Regions from separate parts of the Mus musculus genome. Here all the other regions are linked to region 6. A link is a contact called in public Hi-C, HiChIP or PLAC-seq, Micro-C and promoter capture Hi-C data. All regions are on one chromosome and are shown on one strand. The core of a region is the stretch at or near the end of the contact, and the rest is flanking DNA. Distances in the headings are between cores, read along the strand shown.

The links. Promoter capture Hi-C pulls out the DNA fragments that hold promoters and counts their contacts. A called contact is a pair of places that touch in the nucleus more often than the background predicts. HiChIP or PLAC-seq counts read pairs in DNA pulled down with a chosen protein or histone mark.
Region 1: a promoter capture Hi-C map of the HPC-7 cell line shows a contact between it and region 6, with 6 times the contacts expected there. The contact joins the enhancer-like site here to the promoter of Col1a2 in region 6. A contact is called at or near these places in 14 of 39 promoter capture datasets (the 3T3-L1 cell line, 3T3-L1-derived adipocytes, the C10 cell line and 10 more) and 1 of 9 other capture datasets (embryonic stem cells).
Region 2: an H3K27ac HiChIP or PLAC-seq map of epiblast stem cells shows a contact between it and region 6, with 13 times the contacts expected there. The contact joins the enhancer-like site here to the promoter of Col1a2 in region 6. A contact is called at or near these places in 9 of 39 promoter capture datasets (3T3-L1-derived adipocytes, the HPC-7 cell line, cranial neural crest and 5 more) and 3 of 115 datasets of contacts at active chromatin or transcription factors (embryonic stem cells and epiblast stem cells).
Region 3: a contact with region 6 is called in an H3K4me3 HiChIP or PLAC-seq map of craniofacial prominence, with 6 times the contacts expected there. The contact joins the enhancer-like site here to the promoter of Col1a2 in region 6. A contact is called at or near these places in 12 of 39 promoter capture datasets (the 3T3-L1 cell line, 3T3-L1-derived adipocytes, the C10 cell line and 7 more) and 6 of 115 datasets of contacts at active chromatin or transcription factors (cardiomyocytes, craniofacial prominence, embryonic limb bud and 1 more).
Region 4: a Hi-C map of uterus shows a contact between it and region 6, with 4 times the contacts expected there. The contact joins the promoter of Pon2 here to the promoter of Col1a2 in region 6. A contact is called at or near these places in 6 of 39 promoter capture datasets (the 3T3-L1 cell line, cranial neural crest, frontonasal cranial neural crest and 3 more), 1 of 484 Hi-C or Micro-C datasets (uterus), 2 of 115 datasets of contacts at active chromatin or transcription factors (astrocytes and bone marrow-derived macrophages) and 1 of 9 other capture datasets (adipose tissue).
Region 5: a contact with region 6 is called in an H3K4me3 HiChIP or PLAC-seq map of fetal liver, with 9 times the contacts expected there. The contact joins the promoter of Asb4 here to the promoter of Col1a2 in region 6. A contact is called at or near these places in 12 of 39 promoter capture datasets (the C10 cell line, the HPC-7 cell line, cranial neural crest and 7 more), 10 of 115 datasets of contacts at active chromatin or transcription factors (the NIH/3T3 cell line, craniofacial prominence, differentiating embryonic stem cells and 7 more) and 2 of 9 other capture datasets (adipose tissue and embryonic stem cells).
Region 7: a Micro-C map of embryonic stem cells shows a contact between it and region 6, with 2.5 times the contacts expected there. The contact joins the promoter of Calcr here to the promoter of Col1a2 in region 6. A contact is called at or near these places in 10 of 39 promoter capture datasets (cranial neural crest, embryonic stem cells, frontonasal cranial neural crest and 5 more), 1 of 15 datasets of contacts at CTCF or cohesin (stem cell-derived epiblast-like cells), 2 of 484 Hi-C or Micro-C datasets (both in embryonic stem cells) and 1 of 9 other capture datasets (adipose tissue).

What each region holds. Positions count from the first base shown.
Region 1 is chr6:3,618,932-3,622,049 of GRCm38.p6, reverse strand. No RefSeq gene overlaps it. Among named protein-coding and RNA genes, the nearest start is that of Gm52885, 50 kb to the right of the region's middle. Within about 2 kb of position 1,434, at least 24 of the 459 cell types and tissues checked have an H3K27ac peak or open chromatin away from gene starts, as enhancers often do. A contact at or near this core is called in the HPC-7 cell line, where this site is marked.
Region 2 is chr6:3,558,426-3,561,926 of GRCm38.p6, reverse strand. All of the region lies in intron 16 of Vps50 (VPS50 EARP/GARPII complex subunit), which reads right to left. Among named protein-coding and RNA genes, the nearest start is that of Gm52885, 10 kb to the left of the region's middle. Within about 2 kb of position 1,671, at least 23 of the 459 cell types and tissues checked have an H3K27ac peak or open chromatin away from gene starts, as enhancers often do. A contact at or near this core is called in embryonic stem cells, epiblast stem cells, second pharyngeal arch cranial neural crest and 1 more, where this site is marked.
Region 3 is chr6:5,108,836-5,112,179 of GRCm38.p6, reverse strand. It overlaps Ppp1r9a (protein phosphatase 1, regulatory subunit 9A), which reads right to left. Exons shown (of 16, transcript NM_001363809.1): 8 at 1,127-1,180. Among named protein-coding and RNA genes, the nearest start is that of Gm46949, 44 kb to the left of the region's middle. Within about 2 kb of position 1,594, at least 212 of the 459 cell types and tissues checked have an H3K27ac peak or open chromatin away from gene starts, as enhancers often do. A contact at or near this core is called in craniofacial prominence, embryonic limb bud and embryonic stem cells, where this site is marked.
Region 4 is chr6:5,296,946-5,300,458 of GRCm38.p6, reverse strand. Pon2 (paraoxonase 2) reads left to right here and starts at 2,119. Exons shown (of 9, transcript NM_183308.3): 1 at 2,119-2,247. The coding sequence starts at 2,174. Gm52887 (a long non-coding RNA gene) reads right to left here and starts at 172. Exons shown (of 4, transcript XR_003956397.1): 1 at 1-172.
Region 5 is chr6:5,389,074-5,392,237 of GRCm38.p6, reverse strand. Asb4 (ankyrin repeat and SOCS box-containing 4) reads right to left here and starts at 1,828. Exons shown (of 5, transcript NM_001355662.1): 1 at 1,443-1,828. The coding sequence starts at 1,629.
Region 6 is chr6:4,504,059-4,507,426 of GRCm38.p6, reverse strand. Col1a2 (collagen, type I, alpha 2) reads right to left here and starts at 1,809. Exons shown (of 52, transcript NM_007743.3): 1 at 1,518-1,809. The coding sequence starts at 1,587.
Region 7 is chr6:3,761,558-3,764,936 of GRCm38.p6, reverse strand. It overlaps Calcr (calcitonin receptor), which reads left to right and starts at 1,314. Exons shown (of 16, transcript NM_001377018.1): 1 at 1,314-1,346; 2 at 1,529-1,715. It overlaps Gm33576 (a long non-coding RNA gene), which reads right to left and starts at 1,138. Exons shown (of 4, transcript XR_377297.1): 1 at 881-1,138.

The DNA of each region.
Region 1 (3,118 bases), core at 185-2,684, 890 kb after region 6:
GTGTGTGTGTGTGTGCGTGCGTGTATTTTTTTTTTTAAGTTCACAGAACTCATAGTCTTGATGTGCTTCATCAGGAGAAAGTATATCAATGCAAACTTAAGGATGCATTTTGGGCATTTTCAAAAGTCAACTTGTCTCATCACTCTTCCATCTTTGGAATTTTGGCTGGTGAACAGGTGAAGATGGCCATCCTGATACACTGTTAGGGAAAAAAATTCTATCAGGATCGTGTGTGTGTGTGTGTGTGTGTGTGTGTGTGTGTATGTGGGTGGGTGGGTATGTTCCTATGTCTGTGTGCATGCCCATATATATGTGTGCACAAAGCTTTATGGAAACCTAAGAATAACTTTAGTTCTCACCTTCTTTTTATTTTTTATTTATTTTTTATTTATGTTTTGCTCTTAATAGTCCAGAATAGTCATATGCATTTATTAAAAAGGCATGCCAATCATAATTTTTAGTGCACAGGAGAGAGAGAGATAGAGGTAGAGGTAGAGGTAGAGAGAGAGAGAGAGGGAGAGAGAGAGAGAGAGAGAGAGATGATGGTGGTGCTGGTGGTGGTGGTGGTATATGCCTTCAATCTCAGAACTCAGGATACATAGACAGGCAGATCTCTAAGTTCGAGGCCAGCCTGGTCTACAGATTCCAGTACAGCCAAGGGCTACACAGAGAAATTCTACCTTGAAAACAAACCAAGTAAAATAAAATAAAATAAAATAAAATAAAATAAAAATATATATTTTAAATTAAGTAGCCAGACTTACTTCCTGCCCAAAATTCCCTACTCCGTTATTTTGAGCTCCAGGAACAGAGACAGTGTGCCTTGCTCCACTGCTGTGTAAGGATCTACCTCCTGACAACTCTCCCTATAGCGTACCAAGGTAGTAAAGCCATTGTTTTTCATAGATACCTAAATTACAGCACAGTTCTCCTTAAATCTGGAGTTCTCTTGACTTACTTGAGCAATCTGGCATATGACAGGAGAGGTTTGGGTCTCTATTGAGCCATTTGAGACACAGACACAAGGGTGTGGAGACACAAGGGTTTATGTAACTATGTAACGTGTCCAAGTTGGGAAGCCCTTTCCGCTGTGTACTCATCAACAGACTCACCCATTAATGGAGTTAGTGTCTTTGTAATTCAGTTACCTCTCAGTAAGAACATCAGACCAGAGCCAAGACTTCAACACAGCCTCTTAGGAAGGACACTTCATATCCAAGCCATAACCGAAAGATCTGGAAGGGGCTTCTTCCTCGGTAACAGTAATTTCCAGCTTTTGTCCCTAGACATTCTTCAGCTTGGAGCCACAGCTGCCACCTAGTGGTCATGGTGGAAACCACAGGCGACCAGAGAAACCGAAACCAACGCAGTGTACCTTCAAGCTTGGAGTAGCAAGATCACATTTTAGTCATACTCTGTTGCATGTAGCCTTACACATCTTCCCAGTACATCCATGTCAAGGTGGTATCACGTAGCCTCATAATGAACACAGCATCCTGATGACAATGCTAGTGTAAACAATCAAGTAACACCTCCCTTTTTGTTTTGCTTTTATTCGCTGGCTAATAGAGAACATTTCTTTTCGGGTAAGTTAAGTCAGCATACTACCGCTTCTCTGCAGAGAGTTGGGCTGTGATGGCTGCTTTCCACATCAGACAGATTAATTTGTCTGGTACAAATGGCTCCGTGGTTAAGAGCATTTAGTGCTCTTGCAAAGGAACTCAGTTCAGTTCCCAGAACTCATGTCAGTCAACTCACAACTGACTGTAATTCCAACCCCAGGGAACCTGACACTCTCCTCTCTTCTCTTCTCTTCTCTTCTCTTCTCTTCTCTTCTCTTCTCTTCTCTTCTCTTCTCTTCTCTTCTCTTCTCTTCTCTTCTCTTCCTCTCTTTCTCTCTCTCTCTCTCTCTCTCTCTCTCTCTCTCTCTCTCTCTCTCTCTCTCTTTTAATAGAACTCTCCTCCATGGACTTCCATCTATTATTTTTTAATTAGGTATTTATTTCATTTACATTTCCAATGCTATCCCAAAAGTCACCCCCCCCCACTCCCCTACCCACCCACTCCCACTTCTTGGCCCTGGCATTCCCCTGTACTGGGGCATATAAAGTTTGCAAGTCCAATGGGCCTCTCTTTCCAGTGATGGCCGACTAGGCCATCTTTTGATACATATCTTGGGTATTCTAAGTTTCTGGGCTAATATCCACTTATCAGTGAGTACATATTGTGTGAGTTCTTTTGTGATTGGGTTACCTCACTCAGGATGATGCCCTCCAGGTCCATCCATTTGCCTAGGAATTTCATAAATTCATTGTTTTTAATAGCTGAGGAGTACTCCATTGTGTAAATGTACCACATTTTCTGTATCCATTCCTCTGTTGCAGGACATCTGGGTTCTTTCCAGCTTCTGGCTATTATAAATAGGGCTGCTATGAACATAGTGGAGCATGTGTTCTTATTACCAGTTGGAACATCTTCTGGATATATGTCCAGGAGAGGTATTGCTGGATCTTCCAGTAGTACTATGTCCAATTTTCTGAGGAATCACCAGACTGATTTCCAGACTGGTTGTACCAGCTTGCAATCCCACCAGAAATGGAGGAGTGTTCCTCTTTCTCCACATCCTTGCCAGCATCTGCTGTAACCTGAATTTTTGATCTTAGCCATTCTGACTGGAGTGAAGTGGAATCTCAGTGTTGTTTTGATTTGCATTTCTCTGATGCTTAAGGATGTTGAACATTTTTTCAGGTGCTTCTCAGCCATTCATATTCCTCAGGTGAGAATTCTTTGTTTAGCTAGGAGCCCCATTTCTTAATGGGGTTATTTGGTTTTCTGGAGTCCATCTTCTTGAGTTCTTTATATATATTGGATATTAGTCCCCTACTGATTTAGGATTGGTAAAGATCCTTTCCCAATCTGTTGGTAGCCTTTTTGTCTTATTGACGATGTCTTTTGCCTTGCAGAAGCTTTGCAATTTACCCGTTTGCCGATTATTGATCTTACAGCACAAGCCATTACTGTTCTATTCAGGAATTTTTCCCCTGTACCCATATCTTCAAAGCTTTTCCCCACTTTCTCCTCTATAAGTTTCAGTGCCTCTGGTTTTATGTGGAGTTCC
Region 2 (3,501 bases), core at 422-2,921, 950 kb after region 6:
AAGTATTTATTCATTAGTGTATCATAAATATGTCAAGTGTCCGACTACTAAGCAAAAATAGCAAGGTAACCATCATTCTGCACAGCTCTTTGACTTAGTGCCCAGCACCACAATGCACTTAACACTTGGCGGGTCAGCACTTACACTCCAGATACTCCATTAACCGCACACAGTACAGTACACTCAGTCGAGATACTCCAGTAATCGCTCACATCAGACTCTCCACTAACTGCACACAGTACACTCACAGTCAAGATACTCCACTAAAGGCCCACATTAGATTCTCCAGAAACCGCCCACATCAGATACCCAACTAAGGGCCCAGAGTACACTCACACTCTGGATACTCCACTAACTGCCCACATTTCATGGACGTTTTTTATACTACTGGTCTCACTTTATGTCTTAAGTCATCATGACATTATATAGGAAGATGCAGAGAAACAAAACTTTATTTCTATTTGAATAAAAGGCCAGTATTTCATTAGCTGTTGCTACCATGCTAAAACAAAATCTAGACTTTTTAAGAAACCAAGATTTGAAGATGAAGAGAAAACAGATGGACCTAAAAGAGGAACAGCTCTAAATATTGGGATTAACTGAGCAAGGACTACAGCTGATCAATATTCTCAACAAAGTTATAGGCTACAAAATAAACACTTAAAAAATTAGTGGCTATCATATATATATGAATTACAAAAACACTGAGAAAGAATCAAGGACAGAACGGTGAAATTTACTATCTCCATCCCCCTGAAATTTTGTAATACACATAACCAAGCAGTGAACAATACTTTGTACAATGAAAAAAGTTAAGATGATGAACAAAGGAGCTGAAAACATCCCAGATGATGGAAGGATGCTCCATGCCCACGGCTTAAGAGAATTAATATTGTGAAAATGGTCATCCTATCAAAAGTAATTGACAGGTTCAACAGAACCCTATGAAAATTCCAACGAAATTTTTCACAGAAATTGAAACAAATCTTAAATTTCATATGGAAACACAAAAGAGCCAGGAACTGGCTCTGTTGGAGGTATCATCACTACCAACTTCAAGTTATGTATTTCAAATAGTTTCAATGATAACAAAAAGGCCAGACATCATGTTAGATATATGCCTGTAGCTATACCACTCACAAGGCTGAAGCAGAAGAATTATCAATCCTAGGTCCTGCGCTGCCTGAGTAACATAGACTTTATTTGAATAAATACAATCATTTTTAAAGCCAAGAAACAAATAGACACTTGAGAACTGAAAGGAAGATTTCAGTTAAAGCCTGACTGGGAAAAGCTTTAGACATACTTCCGCACAGAAGATATACAAAGAGCTAATAAGCACACATAAAGCTAGCAGCATCTTTATTCATTAAGGAAATGCATATTGAAGCCACAACAAAATACCACTTACATCTACTAGGACAGTTACAAACAAAAAGAGAGAAAGCTAAGCAAGTGCGTGGAAAAGCTAGAAGCCCCATACAATACCACTACAAATGTAAGACAGTGGTGACTAATGGGTTAGAAAACAGTTCCACCGTTTCTCAAAATGTTAAAGTCACCACAGAACCAAATGTTAAACATTGCTACCACAGAAGGAAGCAATTTCTGTCTGCAGGCTAGTTCCCTGCGCAAATCACCACAAACTGAGTGCCTTAAAGCTCTGGCGGCAGGAAGTAAAACATGGCAGCAGTCTGCACTGTTACACACACAGACTGGTGTAGGGGAACCTAGAGAGCTGTTCTTGCTCCAACTGGCCGCAGCACTCCCTGCAGCCTCCTGGCCACAGCACTCCCTGCAGCCTCCTGGCCACAGCACTCCCTGCAGCCTCCTGGCTGCAGCACTCCCTGCCTTGCCCTTCACACTGCTTTTCCACGCAGACAAACTTGTCTTGTGTCTCAGTGAAATCTCTGCCACTGCCTTCCTCTTAACTTGTGATGGTATTTAGTGCCTCCCAGATAATAAGGTGTCTTTGCTATCATGACACATGTTGAAAAAAGGATTGGTGCTGAAGCTTGAACACTTTTTCTGTGTTTATGAAGTACAATTTGGTGGAAAAAAAACAGGCATATAATAGAGCCTGTCTCGAGTAATTTTAGTCAATACAGGTGTGCACACTGGTACTGTTGCTGAGCTGCCTGTCAAGTTAATCTTGCCTTTGAAGGAACTGCTCCCAAGTGGCTTTTGTGAACACTTTCTAAGTGACAACCATTAGAAATGTTATACTCAATAAATAAACTACAAAGGTCTAGGTTTTGGTTTAAACATTAGGGGAAAAATCCGCAACAACCACTTTTTGCTGTTTCACCTGTGATAGTCTTTGTTACATAAAATGTAGCAAGAAGAAAGGATAACTGGGAAAGCAACAGTTATGGAGGCCAGTCCCAGCCACCTCACTTTACAACTGGTCCAGTCACAGCCCTGAGAGGTTGCACAGCTGCCCACTACCTGAGAGTTGGCACACTACAGGGCAAGAACCTGAGCCTCTTCTCTCCAGTTCTGACAACACAGTATAGCCTCATCAAAGAAAAGCAGGCTCTGCACATGCGCCTAAGAAGCCCTGAAACTATGAAGAATTGTGTGGAATTTTGATGGGGATTGCATTGAATCTGTAGATTGTTTTTGGCAAGATGGCCATTTTTACTATATTAGTTCTGCCAATTCATGAGCATGGGAGATCTTTCCATCTTCTAAGGTCTTTAATTTCTTTCTTCAGAGACTTGAAGTTCTTGTCATACAGATCTTTCACTTCCTCAGTTAAGAGTTCCACCAAGATATTTTATATTATTTGTGACTATTGTGAAGGGTGTTGTTTCCCTAATTTCTTTCTCAGCCTGTTTATCCTTTGAGTAGAGGAAGGCTACTGATTTGATTTAATTTTAAATCCAGCCACTTTGCTGAAGTTGTTTATCAGGTATAGGAGTTCTCTGGTGGAATTTCTGGGGTCACTTAAGTATATGATCATATCATCTGCAAATAGTGATATTTTGACTTCTTCCTTTCCAATTTGTATTCCCTTGATCTCCTTTTGTTGTCTAATTGCTCTAGCTAGAACTCCGAGTACTATATTAAATAGATAGGGAGAGAGTGGGCAGCCTTGTCTAGTCCCTGATTTAGGTGGGATTGCTTCAAGTCTCTCTTCATTTAGTTTGATGCTGGCTACTGGTTTGCTGTATACTGCTGTTACTATGTCTAGGTGTGGGCTTGAATTCCTGATCTTTCCAAGACTTTTAACTTGAAGGGGTGCTGAATTTTTAAATGCTTTTTCAGCATCTAATGAAATGATCATGTGGTTTTTTTTTCTTTGAGTTTATTTATAGAGTGCATTTCCATATTCTGAAGCATCCCTGCATCCCTGGCATGAAGCCTACTTGATCGTGGTGAATGATCGTTTTGATGTGTTCTTGGATTCAGTTGGCAAGAATTTTATTGAATATTTTTGCATCAATGATCATAAGGGAGATTGGTCTGAAGTTCTCTTTCTTTGTTGGGTCTTTGTAT
Region 3 (3,344 bases), core at 345-2,844, 600 kb before region 6:
AACCAACAGTTTATAAGATCTGCTTTTTAAAGTCAAAAAACAGTTTTCAGATAAAAAGGGCTTGGTTTTTTACAGCATCTTTAATGAATGCTTTATAGCAGTTGTTTAGGTACCAGCCCTGCTAGCTTTAAACTTAAAATTCACGGTGCGCCGCGGACACCATGAATGATGCTGAAATAAGCTTTGACTAGAGAGCTCCAGAGCGTATTAGTCAGGAATGCCACTTAACCAAAGTAGCCAGCTAACTCATCTCCACTTAACCAGCTAACTCATCTCCATTTAACCAGCTAACTCATCTCCATTTAACCAGCTAACTCATCTCCATTTAAAACACATGGAAAACCCAAAGCATGTATTCACTGTGAATCAGAAAACAGATCACTCGACGTAGGCAATAATTATTTTGTAATTTTAAAAAGACTATGGAAACAATACAGCATCGTTTGAAAGCAACTGAAGATATTTTTAAGTCTCTGAAAACATACATTTGATAGAAATGAACAACAATAGCTAGAACTGTATCTTGTACAAGAATTTTACAGTTTCCTTTGATGTCTCACTATTTCATAGAGATTAAAAATATTTTCTTTTATTAATATTTTTCTCTTCAACAAATTTAAATAATGTGAAGTGAGTATATCTCAAGATTTCCAGTAGCAGCTGAATCTAAATTAATTACACAATGCATAGAATGAGCTTATAACTTTACTTCTTAGACATGGGAAGTTTTTCCTAAAAAGAAATTAATGTTCCACATTAAAACAATACATTGCTTCCAGTAAATTAGCTGAAATTATTATAAGGTAAATGACAGAAAGGAGATTTGCTATACCAGCTTATATTTTAGAAATTAATACACAGATGCTTGAGCCATTAAAAATATTATTTTTAATGAAATTTCAGAGAGACTAAACAGTTTAAATCTACTTAAAACACCAAGTGCCCTGTGGCCTTCTCTGGTTATGTGCGGTTATGCTCAGTCTCAAGACAGGTCCATCGATGTACTTAATGTTGGAAATGACCATCTCATGGAAATATGCTCTCAAGTGCACGGGAGCAAATCCATTACTCCCAGAGTATCTGAAGTTTAAAGAGTACAATTCAAACACCACGGAGCGGTGCTTACCTTGGTCTTCAATTTTTGAATCTCTGCTTCTGTAACTGCATGTTTGATTTGCAACTGAAAATTGAAAAGAAAAACATCTCAACTAAGAGTGTTTCTATATTTTTAAAGACTCAGCAGCGAGAAGAATATCTTATGACACAATTAAAAAAATGCTCAGGACCCTGCTGCATTGCAGCAGGTTGTAATTACAAATGTCTAGCATGTAAAATGACTCAGTGGGTGCAAACTAATTAAACATAGGGTTTATGACTCACGGTCCCTAATATCCGATTAAGTTACCAGTTTAATTGCTAAGGGGCCAAAGAAAAGAAAACTCATTTCTTGGCCTCTGCTGCTCTGCCTTTACGATCTGAGCGTCCAGGAGCTGTTTCCTTCCTGAGGCTCGCCCACAGAATGGCTTGAGCCAGCCAGTCAACAGGCCTCGCACAGTGTGAAGAGTCATTCCCACATCGTGCAGAAAGGTGGCGCTGTGGCTCTGTGAGTCGCTCTCACATTCCGCAGAGCAGCTCTGCAGCAGAGGAAGGAGTGGGACGCAGTGGCACAGAAATCTCCGGTTTGTTTTCCGTTTGTGTTCCTTTTTAACCGCAGGAAAGGTACAGATTCAAAATTCTGCCTTCCAAAAGATCTACCTGTATAAAGACTCCAAGCCCCAAAGCATTTTCTTTACAACACAATAGTGGTCTTTGCCATTTGTTTGCTTTACTCCCCCGCCCCCACTCCCTCCCCGACCACGACTGTTTTCCTTCTAGGGGTCATTCATTTCTTTAAGGGCTAAACACCCTTGAATTTAGGGAAAACAGTTTACAGGTTCACAATTTGTTCTCTGGATGTTTTTGATGGGAAGGATGTTTTTGAAATTCCCAATTCTCCCGGTTTTATAGGTCCAAACAGCCCAGTGGAGGGTCTGGGGAGGGAGACACTTTGCAGCCAAGCCCATGAACATTTTCTGCTCTGCAGCTGAGCACAGCCACTAAGTGATGCAGGTGGCACTGTTTCTTTTGGTTATGCTGAATCCTAAATTGGTTTGCCACAAAGTTACTGAAGACCACATCCCACCATCTCACCCCCCCCCCTTTTTTTTTTGTCCAAAGTACTTCGGAGTTAGGACTGTACCGAATCTGGGTTTCTTGGTTTTATGCCACAATCTTAGTGGTCCGTCTCACTCAGATGCCATTAGCAGATACCCAAAGTGTGAGTGTGCCAGGCAAGGAAACTACACCAAGCTTTCTCAGTGAAAAATACTGGCAGAGGTCTTTTGTGCTCACCAGAAATCCTGATCCCTTAGTGAGTACAGCGATGTGGGGAAACTGAGGCTCAGAGCAAATGATCAACCTAACTGTACAAAAAAAACCAACACTAGAACTGGATTAGATCTTGGATATCTAGGTTCTGATCTTGTGCCATTTCTCTAAAAAATTAAAGATGAACTTTATAAGCATCTACTGAGGGGCTCTAGGCAAGATGCTGTAAAGATAACACCCCCCCACACACCTCTCTCAAATAAACAGCCATGATAACCTGCCACTCAAGAATAAAGCCACAAAAGAATATTCTTTAATATACAACATGGAAATGTATATACAACCACAAGGAATTATTTTCCAGAGGTATTATATTCTTAGAGAATAAAGCAAATTCATATGCCTGGATGATTTTTTTCCCATCCATTACTAACAAAAATATCTACTCTGTTGTTTAAACTAATCTGAGTGTGGGCTCTGTTTATAGCTTTCAGTAAGAACGCGCGCGCGCACACACACACACACACACACACACACACACACACGCACACGCACACGCACACGACTAACTGTAACTGAATCAAAATGTCTACGTGTGACTACCAGAAAGGGGCAGGCAGAAGCCTCGTCAGCATCACCTGCAGCACTCCACTTAGCCTGTGCAGGCGTGGAAAATATTTTGGAAGTGAAAAATATTATCTTTGCAGGGGAGTTTTAAGAGTGCTCTAGAACCAGACATTTTCTATCAGATAAGAGCAACATTATCGGCTCTCGTGGCACCAGGGCAGCCTGCCTGGAATTCACACACAACTCTGAGAAACGGTTTCTGCACTGTGTAGACTTTTTTCTATCGTTTATGCACTGGACTGAGGCCTGTTTTGTCTGCAGGGAGCTAATGGAGCTGGAGGTGTTTTTGAAGATATATGATGTTATTAAAATGTAGCAGTGGCAAATCTTTGCCATCTTTTTCTAAGCTT
Region 4 (3,513 bases), core at 870-3,369, 790 kb before region 6:
TATGAAGGTAAGAAACTACTAAAAATTTTTGTTACCAAAAGAAGCAATAGTTGTCACTATAGTTGTTACATGTATCTTTAAATAACATACCTAACCTCATTTGAATTTTTTTCTTCAGCCTTTTATCTAGTTCAGACTAGTTTTAAACCCAATATTCTCCAGTCTCTGTTTTAGCTTCATGGTGAGATTCCAGTCAGTCACCAGCCCTGGCCCTTTATCTTCCTTTGAAAGAATGTTTCTAGAGCTTTCTGATTTGCTGTGCTAAGATCACACCTAACTCAGAGATGCCATTAAGGGCACAGGGTGGCTCCCATGCCAAGATGAGAAGGGCTGTGTCATTACTGTATTTCTGTGGCATACACTCACTTTCAAAGCACTTCGATAATCACATTTCAGTGCACTTGATCCCTTTGGCAATCCTACCCACCTAACTGTGTGCCCTGACAAACAGTATTTTGCGAAGTTATCTGTGATGGAAAGTGCATAAAAAGTACATCTTCTGGGACTTTGAAAGAGCAATTGTTCAGCTGTCTATCAGACAGTGGATACATCCCAGAGTCCCTTAGGGCTGGTCACAGATGTGTGGAACAGGAAGATCTCTTTCTTTTCCCTTTGGTGAGGGGCCAGGTACAAACCGGCATCTGCTTTTCCTTAATGGTTGGTTACAAAACAGAAACCTGGCCTGATGTGCCAGCATCTGCTGGTAATCCTCACGAGGGCAAGGCAAGAGAGCCTCAAATCTGAGGTCACCTCGAGCTGCAATAACAAAACACTGTCAGAAAAGGATGGTCCCCGGGAACTGACTGTGTAGCTTCTGCAAACATTGCAGGTGGGAATTAAGCACTGGGAACAATTAGGAACTGATTTCAAGTTATACCCAGTAGCTGTCGCAATCTCAACGAGTGCCCTCCCTCTTTATATTTTTATAAGTGTATATCAATAAGTATTAAAATGAAAAGGGAGAAAGAAGAGAAAATTGATTAGTACTCCAGTGAGTCCCGAGTTTGTGGTGTTTTAGTCTAAAATCTTTTTTTTTTTTTTTGGTTTTTTTTTTTTCGAGACAGGGTTTCTTTGTGTAGCCCTGGCTGTTCTGGAACTCACTCTGTAGACCAAGCTGGCCTCAAACTCAGAAATCCACCCGCCTCTGCCTCCCAAGTGCAGGGATTAAAGGTGTGCGTCACCACACCTGGCTATAAATCTTAATATAAAAGGATGTAATTCCAACTCTAACTTCTTATATAAGACCTGTCCAGAACCACTTTTTTCCCATCTAAAAGAAGAAAAAAAAGGAAAGGAATATTTAAAATGTCTGAACGAGAGAGATGTCTCAGCACTAAGAACACTGGCTGTATTTCCTGGTGTAGTGGGCACCCTTTTCTGACCTATGTGGATACCAGGCATGAATGTGGTGCATATACTTACATGCAAGCAAAACAACCATGCATATGAAATAAAGAACTAAGGCAAAACATATTACTCTAGGCAGGGCCTTGAGTGGCCCAAGAACTTGGCATATGGAGGTAGACAGATCAGAAGTTCCCTACCAGCCTGGACCACATGAGACCTTATGTTCAAAACAATAAGAACATTTAAAAGTACAATTTTAATAGATTTCATATATATATATAATATACTTTCTGTGTTGTTTAATAATTACTATCTAAATATATTTTATATTTAAATATAGAAATGTTATACACACGTATGTGTAATAACAAAACTAGTGTATGACTGTAGATATGGCTCAGTACTAGCCTAATATGAACAAAGTCCTGAGTTTGTTTCCTAGCTTCTCAAAGCCAAAATTATACACAACAGAGGGGGAAAGTATCCTCAAACACCAGGCCAAAACAGCAAAAAGCAAGCCCAAACTTAACTAAATTAAGGGAACTCCGCAGAGGCCACCCTAAAGTTTTCAGGGAGCTGAGCAGGTGCAGCTGCGCGAGGATCGGAGGCTTGGCGGGGTGTTTGTGAAAGGAATCAAGTTCAGTTGGGTTCCCACGCGGGCATGTGCGGATGTGCTCCGAGGACGAGGCGCCGGGCGGAGCCTGGGCTGCAGAGCCGGCGCTCGGGGCGGGGATCGGGCGCGGCTCCGCGCTCGGGGCGGGGAGCTGGCCCAGCGTCCGGAGCTGCTCGGTCAGGCCCGAGCCAGACGGCGGGCCGGTCCCGCACCATGGGCCGGATGGTGGCTCTGAGTTTGCTGGGCATCGGGCTGGCGCTGCTGGGCGAGCGGTTCCTAGCGCTCAGGTAGGTGCTGCCGAGGGTCCCGGGTCGGGAGTCCCTAGGCTGGGACCGCCGAGCTGATTGGGGCGCTCGCGCGGCGGGTGGGAGGGGGTGAGAGGGGGGGAGGTAACTGGAGAGAGAGCTTGTTTAGTTCGGGGGGGGGGGGGGACCGGATGGAAGGAAGAACTTCGGATAGCTACCGGTGCTCCGTTTAACCGACCCAGTCCACTTCCACCAAGACCTAGACACTTTGGGAAAAAGTTTTCCAGCGCTTGCTGGTGCCGAGGTTCCTCTGCCTAGGCTGACAAGAGAGAGCTTTGCAAATTCCCCAAGGGCAAACCCAGTGCTTTAATTTGAAAACAAAACCATTACTCATGCGTGGACGCTCTAATTATACAGCTTCATTTTAGGTCACTGGTGCTGTTCTGCTCAGCCGGAACCCATCCCTCCCCAGCATTAATAGTTGGTGAAACTTCAGGGTTTCCGTCTTGGCGCTGGAGATCAAAGACGCTTGAGAGAGACAGCTACTGTTCTTACATCATTTCCTTATTTATTGACCAGAGTCCCAGAAGCAGAGCGAGCGATTGTTTGTTCTGGGTAGACATCATACTTTCAAGTTACCAATTCAAACTTTATAAACTTCTTGCAAAAGTGTTCCGGAACAGTAGTACTCAGCTCCTTATAGGGTTAAAGAGAAAAGACAGTCTTCTGTAGGCGTTCTGGGAGGCAACGTAGACTCAGATGAGGAAGGCGGGCAAGTCTGAAGGGTGTGCTTCACACTGGGCCTCTCTCTAATAGGCAAAAGGGAAGCGCCGGCACTCATTGGTTGTTTAGCAGCAAACTGCTATGAGTCTTGCATTGTACAAATAAGCCCGAAGGGCACAGCAACGGGGCCTGGATATTGGGATCTCCCGGAGTCTTGACGTCCAAGTAGCACCATGTGAAACATTCTAATTCAGTTGGTTCTGATAGGGCATCGGCCTTGGGTTTTGGGTGCTTTTCTAAATTTTAAATGAATTCTTGGTTTTGAGACGAAGTCTCACTGTGTATCCTCTGTTTTGAAGCTCAGTCTGGTCTCAAAACTCAGGATTCTTTGGTCTCCTGACTTCTGCTATTATAGGCACACGCCAGCATGACAGTCAGATTTCCTTCTCTTCTCTTCTCTTCTCTTCTCTTCTCTTCTCTTCTCTTCTCTTCTCTTCTCTTCTCTCCTCTCCTCTCCTCTCCTCTCCTCTCCTCCCCTCTCCTCCCCTCTCCTCTTCTTTCTTCCTTTTATCTTTTTTTTTTTTA
Region 5 (3,164 bases), core at 579-3,078, 880 kb before region 6:
AAAAAACAGCCTGCTCTCCAGGAGCCCAAACTTCTAAGTTCCCTGTCTCAGAACTTCCGAGCCTGTCTGCAGGGTTTACCTGCCTGAGAGATAAGAAAAGGTGGTCTTTGCTGCTCGCTATCAAATACATTAGCTACTGGCTTGAATCTGAGCCCTGTTGTATATGGCACACATAGAAGTTTCTTTAAAATAAACTTAGTATCCAGATTGAACCACGAAACAAAGTTATAAGTTCCAAGAAACCTAATTATATAGCATATAATTTGTTCTTCAACAGAATCTTTTCAACTTTGTAGAAAAAAAATAGAACTCTTAATTTTTCAGACAAAACAGCAATGACAGTTTATCATAAAACACAAATCAAAGAGCAAGCCCAGCAACTGACCTCAACTCATCTCTACTTATTTCAGAAATGACAGAGAATTAGGTAGAGAGAAATCCTACTTGTGTTTGTATCTGCAACTTGGTGACACTAACGATTTTGTATGAATAAAAAACAGATTTATATTTGAACATAAATAGGTCTCCCTTCACCCGACTCCCAAGACTTTCCCACATATTTTCTCTAGGCAGCAGTGAAGGTAAATAGAGTCTTTCTTTGCAGTATGCTCGCCAAACGGTCTAACTATTGAAGTTTTCCCATTATCTAGTTGATTTGAGAAATCAGAATGAGTGTGTTAATCTTGTTCTGATTTATTAAAGAGGAGTTCCAGGGGAGGGGGAGACTTAAAGAATTTTGTTATAATTTTTGATTTCCTATTTTTTTTTTTTTGGACAAAGCAGAGATTCTGAATTTTAATTTTTCAATTTTTTTCTCTACTATTGCAGCCAAGCAGAAAAGAAAAATAAAAGTTAACTTTGTGGTGTTTAGAGTTCAGCTTTTGTTCCTGCACTGAAACCCATTAAACCGATGCAGACCATCGAAGTGCCCCTGGCGCATCTTTCGCCATTCATTAACTCTCTAAATGGAAAAGAAGGTCCCCTTTCTCATTCACAGGGACACGGAGGTGATATATCTGTAAGTGGTTGTTAGGAAAGAATCAGCAGCCTGACCGAGAACCACACTGTCACACAGAGATCTCAGCGTCTTTAAGCAGAGCCTAGAGGCTTTTCTTTATTCTGTACCAACACAGTCACAAGGGAAGTCCCCCACACACCGTGCATGACAAATACAACCTCCCAGGGTCCCAAATTCCAGGCGCAAGAATGGCAAAGAGCAATAAATAGAAATACATAGACAAAAATCTGTATGGATCTATGAAAATCACCCCCAAATGCGCTCTGATTTTTAAAAGGGAAGGGAAGATTTTTAAAAATAAGAAATACTGTCTAAACAAACACTTAAACAATAAGAACGACTGCTTTAAAGACAAAAGCTGACCTACTGACCTAAAAATCCATTTTGTATCAATTTCACAATTACACCTCTCCAATTCTTTTACCTTGTTTGTAAGATGCCAAAATCATGTTCTCATCTTCAACTTCAAACACTGTGTCCACATCTATTTGCCTCTCGATTAAAATAGCCTTCAGTTTTCCGAAGTCATTTGTTTTTAGAGCCTCCAGGAAATCTTTCTTAACTAATTTGGCAGCTCCAGCTTTGCTGATAGGGGCAGTGATGCCGTCCATCCTCGGAGCCCTGTGGAAGCGGAGCAATGATTTATCAGGAGAGCAGCACCCAGCACACAGGCAAGGCTGGAGAGTCCACAAACTGCCGGCTAATTTTATCCCAAAGTTATGCTGACCCGTTCTATTTATATAGGGATCATTTCAAACTTCAAAATATCCTCCCAGACTCTCCCTGAGTTCTCAGGTCCTTTAAACTGGAGATACGTAAGCGGGTCCCTTCCGCTCTACGTGGAGTCGATAAGCAGGAAGGCTTCTGTGACACATTTCCGAGCATGAAATGTCACAATTATTTCTTACAAGACCAAAGTGAAAGTGTAAGATTTACAAAGCTCTTAATTCTCTTTATGTTTTCTCCTCAACAAAAAACATCTGGCGCCTGGCTGGAGCCGCAGTATCTTAGTCTGACTAACTAATAGCCCCAAATGAGAATTTGTTTCTGTTGTTGATACACGTGCTACTGAAAACCTTTAATGATTTTGTGAAATGAGCCTGTAAAATCGAGCCTAATTATGCACATCTAAAAACAAACAGAAGGTTTGTCAGTAACCTACACTTAAAAATTTTTCAATATTATGAGAAAAGCAGGGCGGGGTAGTGAGATGATGGGGGGGGGTCATTTTAGGGGAAAAAAAGAACCTGAAGAAACAAGAAAATCAATGCAACAAGTGAGTGGACTTTATTGAACCCTGCATTTTATTTCTCAAGTCAGTTAAAAAAAAAAGCCATGTTTGAACAAATTACAAAAACAAATACAAGCTGGATCTTACTTTCTACTATGAGCTTATTGATTTGAAAATGTGAGTCAGGTATTTGGGTTCTGTAAAAGAATCCTGTTTGTCCTCAATTAAAGCAATGCCTAATCAATTAGCACACTGTCTCACACATCCTCTGTCTGTTTACATAGTGCTTGTGTGTGTGTGTGTGTGTGTGTGTGTGTGTGTGTGTGTGTGTGTGTGTTTGCTAGGGATCAAACCCAGGGACTCACACAGCTTGTGTTTTATTACTGAGCTAACTCCATCCAAGGTCTTTAACACTTTTGTTTTAAAACAGTTCAGACATGTAAATAGGACAGAGAGCAAGGGACAAGAGGCACAGAGACAGAGAGAACACAGGGAACAAATGTGGCCCAAAGTTAAGCAGCTGGTTACTGTCATGGGCAATATGCAGTTACCTGCTAGTTTTTATTATTAAAATTTCTCCCTGTTAGTTTTTCAACAGAAAAAGTTAGAGACAAAACTGAAGACTTAATTTTACTTATTAGTGTCTTTAATGTCAGAAAATTATCAAGTGCTAACTAGTATACAAATTAGCTGCAATTTACATATCATGGATAGGTTCAGAAAAATGATATAAAAAAATCCCTGCAGTACTTGCAGTGTGAATTTTTTAAATTTTTCAATAACAAATATGTCTATAAACGCAACTGCGAATCAGCATACCCTTTCACTTGATGTACTGATGTGGAACGTAAATATACAAAACTGGCCAGTCCTGAGCACAGAACTTACCAAATCATAACAATTTTCACATTCAAC
Region 6 (3,368 bases), core at 560-3,059:
ATTGATGAGAATCACTGTTCAATTAGATAAATGGTATGTCTAGTTTATTTTCTCCATTGAAGGAAGAACAGTTTGCCTGAATTAAGAGAAGCCAGTAAGCCTTACAGGCTTTGGAAACGTGCCTTTTAATTACTCAGTTTGTGAGCCATTTTGGACAATGTGTGTTGGATAACCTTTATTGTTCTTAGTGGTTGGATGTTGAATAAAATGTATGTTGACCTTCAAATCTCTACTTCCCTAAGTCTACTATATTTTTCTGTGGGGATCCCCTCTTACTCTGGTTTCATATAAAATTAACTTGTAACATTAATTTGTACAATGCAATTACTTCTTAGTATCCTCGAGGGGTATATAAAAGTGGATGAAAGGAATATATACACATTCAAAATTAGGCTGTGGCAGACGTGGGGCGTGTAGCTGAAGGTCTGGGTGTGGCCACGCCCTCCTGAATACTCATCAAGCCAACATCTTTGTCCAGTTAAATTAGGCAGCCATTTTAAAAGATGAAACCCAAGTGGTTTTCTTCATTCTTTCTTCAGGAAATTCTAGTTAGTTATACAACCTAGAAATGGAAAATAGCCTCGAAGTTGGCACATTTAGTATATACCCCACATTTTAGAAAAAGGCCCAATTGATTCATTTGAAGTCACATGGTAAACGAGTAAGAGACTCCTGAGAAGAATCCCCAGGCTCTTGAATCTCAGGACGAAGTTGATATTTCTCACATCTGTTGTTTTCGTGTGTGATTACAGGTGGGAACTTGTTGAAGTGTAAGTGAACAGAGCTTATTTTAGTTAAAAGTTACCATTTCCATGATCAGGTAATGGATTGGGACGCTGCTTTGACTATTCAGAAGATAAAAGCTGAGGCCGAAGCAGCCCGCTTCTCAAGATACACCATCTGGGTTCTTTACATATGGCCCAGAAATGTAAATTACTCCATGGACCTGGGAAGTCTTTAATTGGAATTCCTAGCGCTTAAGGCCTGGTCCCTGTTCCTGCACTTTACCCCCTCCAGGGGGCGTATTTTTATCATTATCTTCATCAACGTCATCCAGAGCAACTCGGCCGCCCACAAGAAAATGGAGTCCTGTGAGTTTTGTATTATTCTATTACGGGGCTTTCTAAACTAGGCCTCAAGTTTCACAACGTGACCACGGGCATAATTCTGGGAATTGAAGAGTGGAGCCCTCTCAGTCGTTCATGCTGTCAGCCAGGTTTATATCTTGAGGCAACCTTCTTTGCCTCTTTGTGAGCTTCACCAACCGGGGCATCCGGGCTAACAGTCTAGTTTTAAGGGAAAAACTTCCCCCAACTCTTGGCAACAGTCAAGTCTTTCATATTTCCATTCTTTTCCCATGTATCTCGTGAACCCTAGTGTTTTCTCCGACAGATTAGAGGGCGACCTCACAAGCTGTATGTGGAATGAATGTGTGAAGTTTCCCTCTGTTGAGATAAGGGTGCCCACCTATCCAGCCTCTCTCCTTCATCTCCCCCAAACAAGCAGAAGACACTTACATTGGCATGTTGCTAGGCACGAAGTTACTGCAAGCAGCAACAGAGTCCGCGTATCCACAAAGCTGAGCATGTCTACCACTTAGACATGCAGACTCCTTGTGTTGCAGAGCCCCTGGGTCACCAGCGGAGGTATCACCTGGCGGGCGCAGGCATGCAATCGTGGACCGTTCCCTCCAACTTAGTCGAAACCTCCTGCTGCCGTGGTGCTAAAATAATAAAGCCCAGACCTGCCTTATTTATATGGGAAAAGTTTCCCCAGCCGGAGGGTGCCTCCAAAAACGTCTCCACCAATGGGAGGGCTAGGGCTAGGGGCCCGGGACTCAGTGCTGGGAGGAGACTGCGGGGGAGCAGGGGAGGGAGCCGAGGGGGGAGGGACGTGGCTACGGGGCTTCTTAAATTGGTTCCATTCTTTTTGAGGACGTGGACACTTTTGAGGCTTTCGAGGGGGAACTCTGACTCCCTGTCTGCATACCTCCGCCCTCCCCAGCCACCCGCCCTCTCTCGCCCTTGCCAAGTTTGGAAGCACTTTAGGACACCTACGTGGGCTCTTTACAGATCTCCGGGCGGCGGGGCAGGTGTTGAGGGACCTGGAGGCCGAAGATGAAAAGGCAGGAGCTGTCCAGTCCCGCTTCACTCTGTGCCCTGCGGGCCATCTGCAGGCTGGAGGGGGCTGGGGTGTGAGGGGAGGAGGGTGACAGCGTGGCGAGCTCTAGAGCTGCCCTCATGGGTTGGCTCCACCCCTGCCCCCTAATTTCCCCAGTTTGGGGGGGCCTGTGTGCCCATAATCTCCTCTCTCCTCTGTCTCTCTATCTCTCTGTCTCTCCCTCCCTCCCTCCCTCCCTCCCTCCCTCCCTCCCTCCCTCCCTCCCTTCCTCCCTCCCTTCCTCCCTCCCTCCTCCATCCTCTCTCTGACTCTCTCTGTCTGTACCCCCCTCTCTCTCGTTGATGAGGGGAGCAGGCATCAAGAGATAAACTGTGCATTATTACATTTACTTTGGTTAAGCCCCATTTCCAGCCCCATGTACAGACCCCATGAAGGATTACCAGCCAGACTCAGATGCCGAGCCTGGATCAGATAACAGATCAGTGAACACTCAGCCTTCTTGGCCTTGCTGCCTATTTATGACCCCTTCCACAGCCACTGCCAGGCACCCCTGCCTGCATCTTCACACCTCCCATCATCCCTAGGGCGTATACAACCTCTTCCTTAACATCCCAAGCTGTCCCCTCCAGAACAGATGCAATCTCTCCCCATCTTGGGAAGAGACTTTGACTCTGAAGAATTGGAGTAGGAGACTTTGGCTGTCCAGGACAGCGGCAGAGACATAGTAAATTCTCCTTCCCAAAGTTTCTTGGAGTCTTCCAAGTTACCCGGGGCCGCAGGCTCCTCTTGGCCTGCCGAGCATCCATCATGAGGCTGGAGAGACCTATTCAGACTCTCATTATGTCCCCAAAGTCACAGCAGACACAGCATCTTTAGGCCATTTTTATGTTCATGAAGAAGGAACTGGCGAACTCCTTGGGAAACCTTCCCCCTTTCGACTTCCCGGTGAGGAAGAATTTCTAAGTAGGTTAGCTCCATCAGCAGCTGCTATAAGCAAAAGGTTCTGGATATTGCTAACTGGCTTCTCTTTCTAAATTAAAAAAAATGCTAGAAATAGAAGAGAATAAACATTTCAATAAGGTTATTTCAATCCTGTGAAAAACACTGATTTGAGAGACAAGCATTTTTAAAAATTTAATTTAATTCTTACTTATTCACTTTAAATCCTCCCTCCAGATCACCTCCTCCCACAATCCCTCCCCTCCTCCCCCCTTTTCTTCTGAGCGGTTCCCGGTTCCCCCAATTCC
Region 7 (3,379 bases), core at 65-2,564, 740 kb after region 6:
GTTCAAATTAGGACAGAAGCACATACACCTTTGCCTGAAGTCACTGACTTCAGGGGCAAGGGATCCAAGGATGGATGAACAAGGAGAACTGCAGCCCCTTTCACAAGACACCTGAATCTGTCACCCAGAACTACCCAAACTCAACCTCTGAGTGCCTAGGAAAGTATTTTGTCTTGCTCTCTGACGCTTCCCCATTCTATTATTACTACTTTTTTTTTCTGGTGTGTTAGTCACCTCGAGGGCTACAGCCACTTTGCATTCCCGGGATACACAGGTAACTGCTTTTCCTGGCTTTTGCTTGAACAGTCAGGAAAAGAAGTGCCCGCTGATGCCTGGCTGCACCCAGCTCCGGATAGGAGGTGGAGGATAGCCCGTCCTTGGAAGCAACTTGCTTTCCTCCCAGGGTGCGCCTGCCAGCCCAGACTGCGCCCGCCTGGAATCAGATTGTCCCGGGCTCCTGCTGGCTTTCAGTGGAGAAGGGGAATTGTCCTCAACACCAAGTCAGGTAGGTACCTCAGACTACTCTTTTCTAGCTGTGCTCACTTCGGTCATTCACCCTAAGATAATAAACCAGCAACAACCTCTTTTGTGGAGGGCAATGTCCCCCCAAATCCAACCTGCACCTTAGGTTGCACCTGCCCAAATCCAAAGGGGTCCAGGGCTTGCTGGACCCTCTGGTTTTTCTTACCCTCTGCCTCCGGGGTCCTTACTCAGCACTCCAGGTCTTGGTCAGCTGTTTTCTCACGCTCCCACCCTAATTTTACTGCCGCGCCCCACTACAGATTCCACTCTCCATCGGGTCCCTGGTGCGGTCACCTGAGTGACCACGTTTGGAGCCAGGGACCACTCTCTTTGGGGTAGGGTTCTTTGGGAAACTCACCTCCCTACGGAATTTTCATCCTCCAGGGAAGGGGTTGGACTCTCAGAAAGCTGCCTCCAGGGACGGGTTACGATCACTGAGCCCAATCTGTCGACCACCCAACTCCCTCCCTACTCAAGGTCTAACTGGGGACCCTCTCCCGCTTCCTGGAGCTCCGAGCGCTGGGGTGTGGGGACTCTTGGGGTGTGGAGCAGCGGCAGCGAGTGCAGACCCTCTCCCGCTGGGGCTTGGGGTCCGGAGGAGCACGGAGCGGCTGCTAGCCCCTCCCTCCGAGGGCTGAAGGGGCTGACGCGCAGGGAGGGTCCGGGCGGGGCCGGCTCTGAGATCGTCCGCTCCCCCCACCACCCCCCTTGGCCGCAGCGCGTAGGGAGGAGGGAGCGGGTGACGCGCGCACCGAAAAGGACTTAAGTCGGAGAAGTTTGCGCACAGCTTCATCTCGGAGCGAGCAGCGGCAGGCACTGCTAAGGTGAGGCTCCCGCGCTTTGGGGAGCAGAGCAACCGGGAAAAGGACCTTGCCTGGAGCCTATTTTGCTTTGCAGTCTTGGGCTTTAAACCTACCCCATAAAGGAGGCTTAAAGGTCTGGAAATTGGAAGGTGGACAAGAAGGAGTGCTTAGGACTAATTCAGTTTGCTCTCACTTTAAACTAGGAGAGCCAGCCGCCCAAGACTCTGGGCGGACTGCACCTGGCTGGCTTGCAGACAACTCTTGGTTGGAGAGGTGCTTACTTCTGCGCCTCACCCTGCCGTTGGCATCCCCTGCCTGCAGATGCCCAGTGAAGTCTGCGTTCCTGAGAACACCTGAGCTGTGCCCAGACATCCAGCAAGAGAATTCCTGGTAAGAAGAAGGGGTTTTTTCCCCCTTTCTTTTTTCTTTTTTGGAGGGAATGATTGGAATTAAAGATGTGGAGTGTCCCAGGAAAGATGATAGTGAGAATGATACTTTGTGGATTTTTTTTTATATTGCAAAATTGTAGTTTGACTGGTTGATACATTGTGGATTTTTTTAATTGCAAAATTGTGACTTGACTGGTTGATACTTTGTGAATTTTTTATTGCAAAATTGTAGTTTGACTGGCTGATACTTTGTGGATTTTTTTTATTGCAAAATTGTAGTTTGACTGGTTGATACATTGTGGGTTTTTTTAATTGCAAAATTGTAATTTGACTGGTTGATACTTTGTGAATTTTTTATTGCAAAATTGTAGTTTGACTGGCTGATACTTTGTGGATTTTTTTTATTGCAAAATTGTAGTTTGACTGTGATGTTTAGAGGTGTTCTTGTAGGGTCGGCTTAGTCTCGGTTGCTTCATTTTACCATGGCTTAAGAAAAAAAAGTGTCATTGGAAGATGTGATAGTTTATACCTTTGTGTTGTGGAGCTCTCTGGTTCTGTGGGTGTTTTATGATATTACTCATATGAATTTTCTCTCAAAAGTTTTAGCCTCCTGTACTGCTGAGTATAGCAATTTCTAGGCTTAAGGTCGTGGCTTTTCCTAATAGATGTTTAATAGGTATCAATTAAAGAATGTGGGCATCTAGGCAGCGTTGTGCTGGGTCTTGGAATACAGTGGTGAATGCTGTTGCTTGTTTGGTCATGTTCTACACAGAATTTCCAACAATCATTTATGCATAGCAACCATTCTTCACACCTATTAAGAAAAATCTGTTGTTTACATAGTTTCCTAATAAGCCTCCTTTGTTTTACTGCTCTTTCTAAGACAGGGTGGATAAAGTAAATTAGGGGTCAATTAATTAATTAATTAAGAGGTCAAGAGGTCACTTACCTTGAGGTCTAAAATGGTGCAAAGTCAAAAATCAAAAAAGTGCACTTAGAATGGCCGCCTATTCTGCAAGCTTTGCCTCTGGAATCTACCTAAGAGTTCTTGATGATACCTTTAATCTAATAGTATGTTAATCTATGACCTATTGTAAATCTATATACTTCATCTATAATATATTGTAAATCAGAAAAAGGAAACATGATTCTTAGGTGGCCATGGCCACCATTGTGTTGGAAATGACTCTGAATGAGCCTGTCCACTGATATTTATTGAAATTCATGGGTATCTGAGAAAAAAAATGGTTTAAAATGAACTATAGGTTAACCATGTAGGTACTGAAACCAATATTAAATAGCCCAGTCTCCAAGTATCACTGTCTGAAATGATGATAAAAGACAAATATTTTATATAGTCAAGCTTGCTGACTTGCTGTTAAGGACAAAGTGGGAATGCTTCTATTTATTTATTTTTATTAGATATTTTCTTCATTTACATTTCAAATGTTACCCCCTTTCCTGGTTTCCCCTCCAAAATTCCCCTATCCCATCCTCCCTCCCCCTGTTCACCAACTCACCCACTCCTGCTGCCCTGTCCTGGCATTCCCCTACACTGGGGTATCAAGCCTTCACAGGACCAAGGGCCCCTCCTCTCATTGATGTCTAAGGAGGCCATCCTCTGCTACATATGCAGCTGGAGCCATGGGTCCCTCCATGTGTACT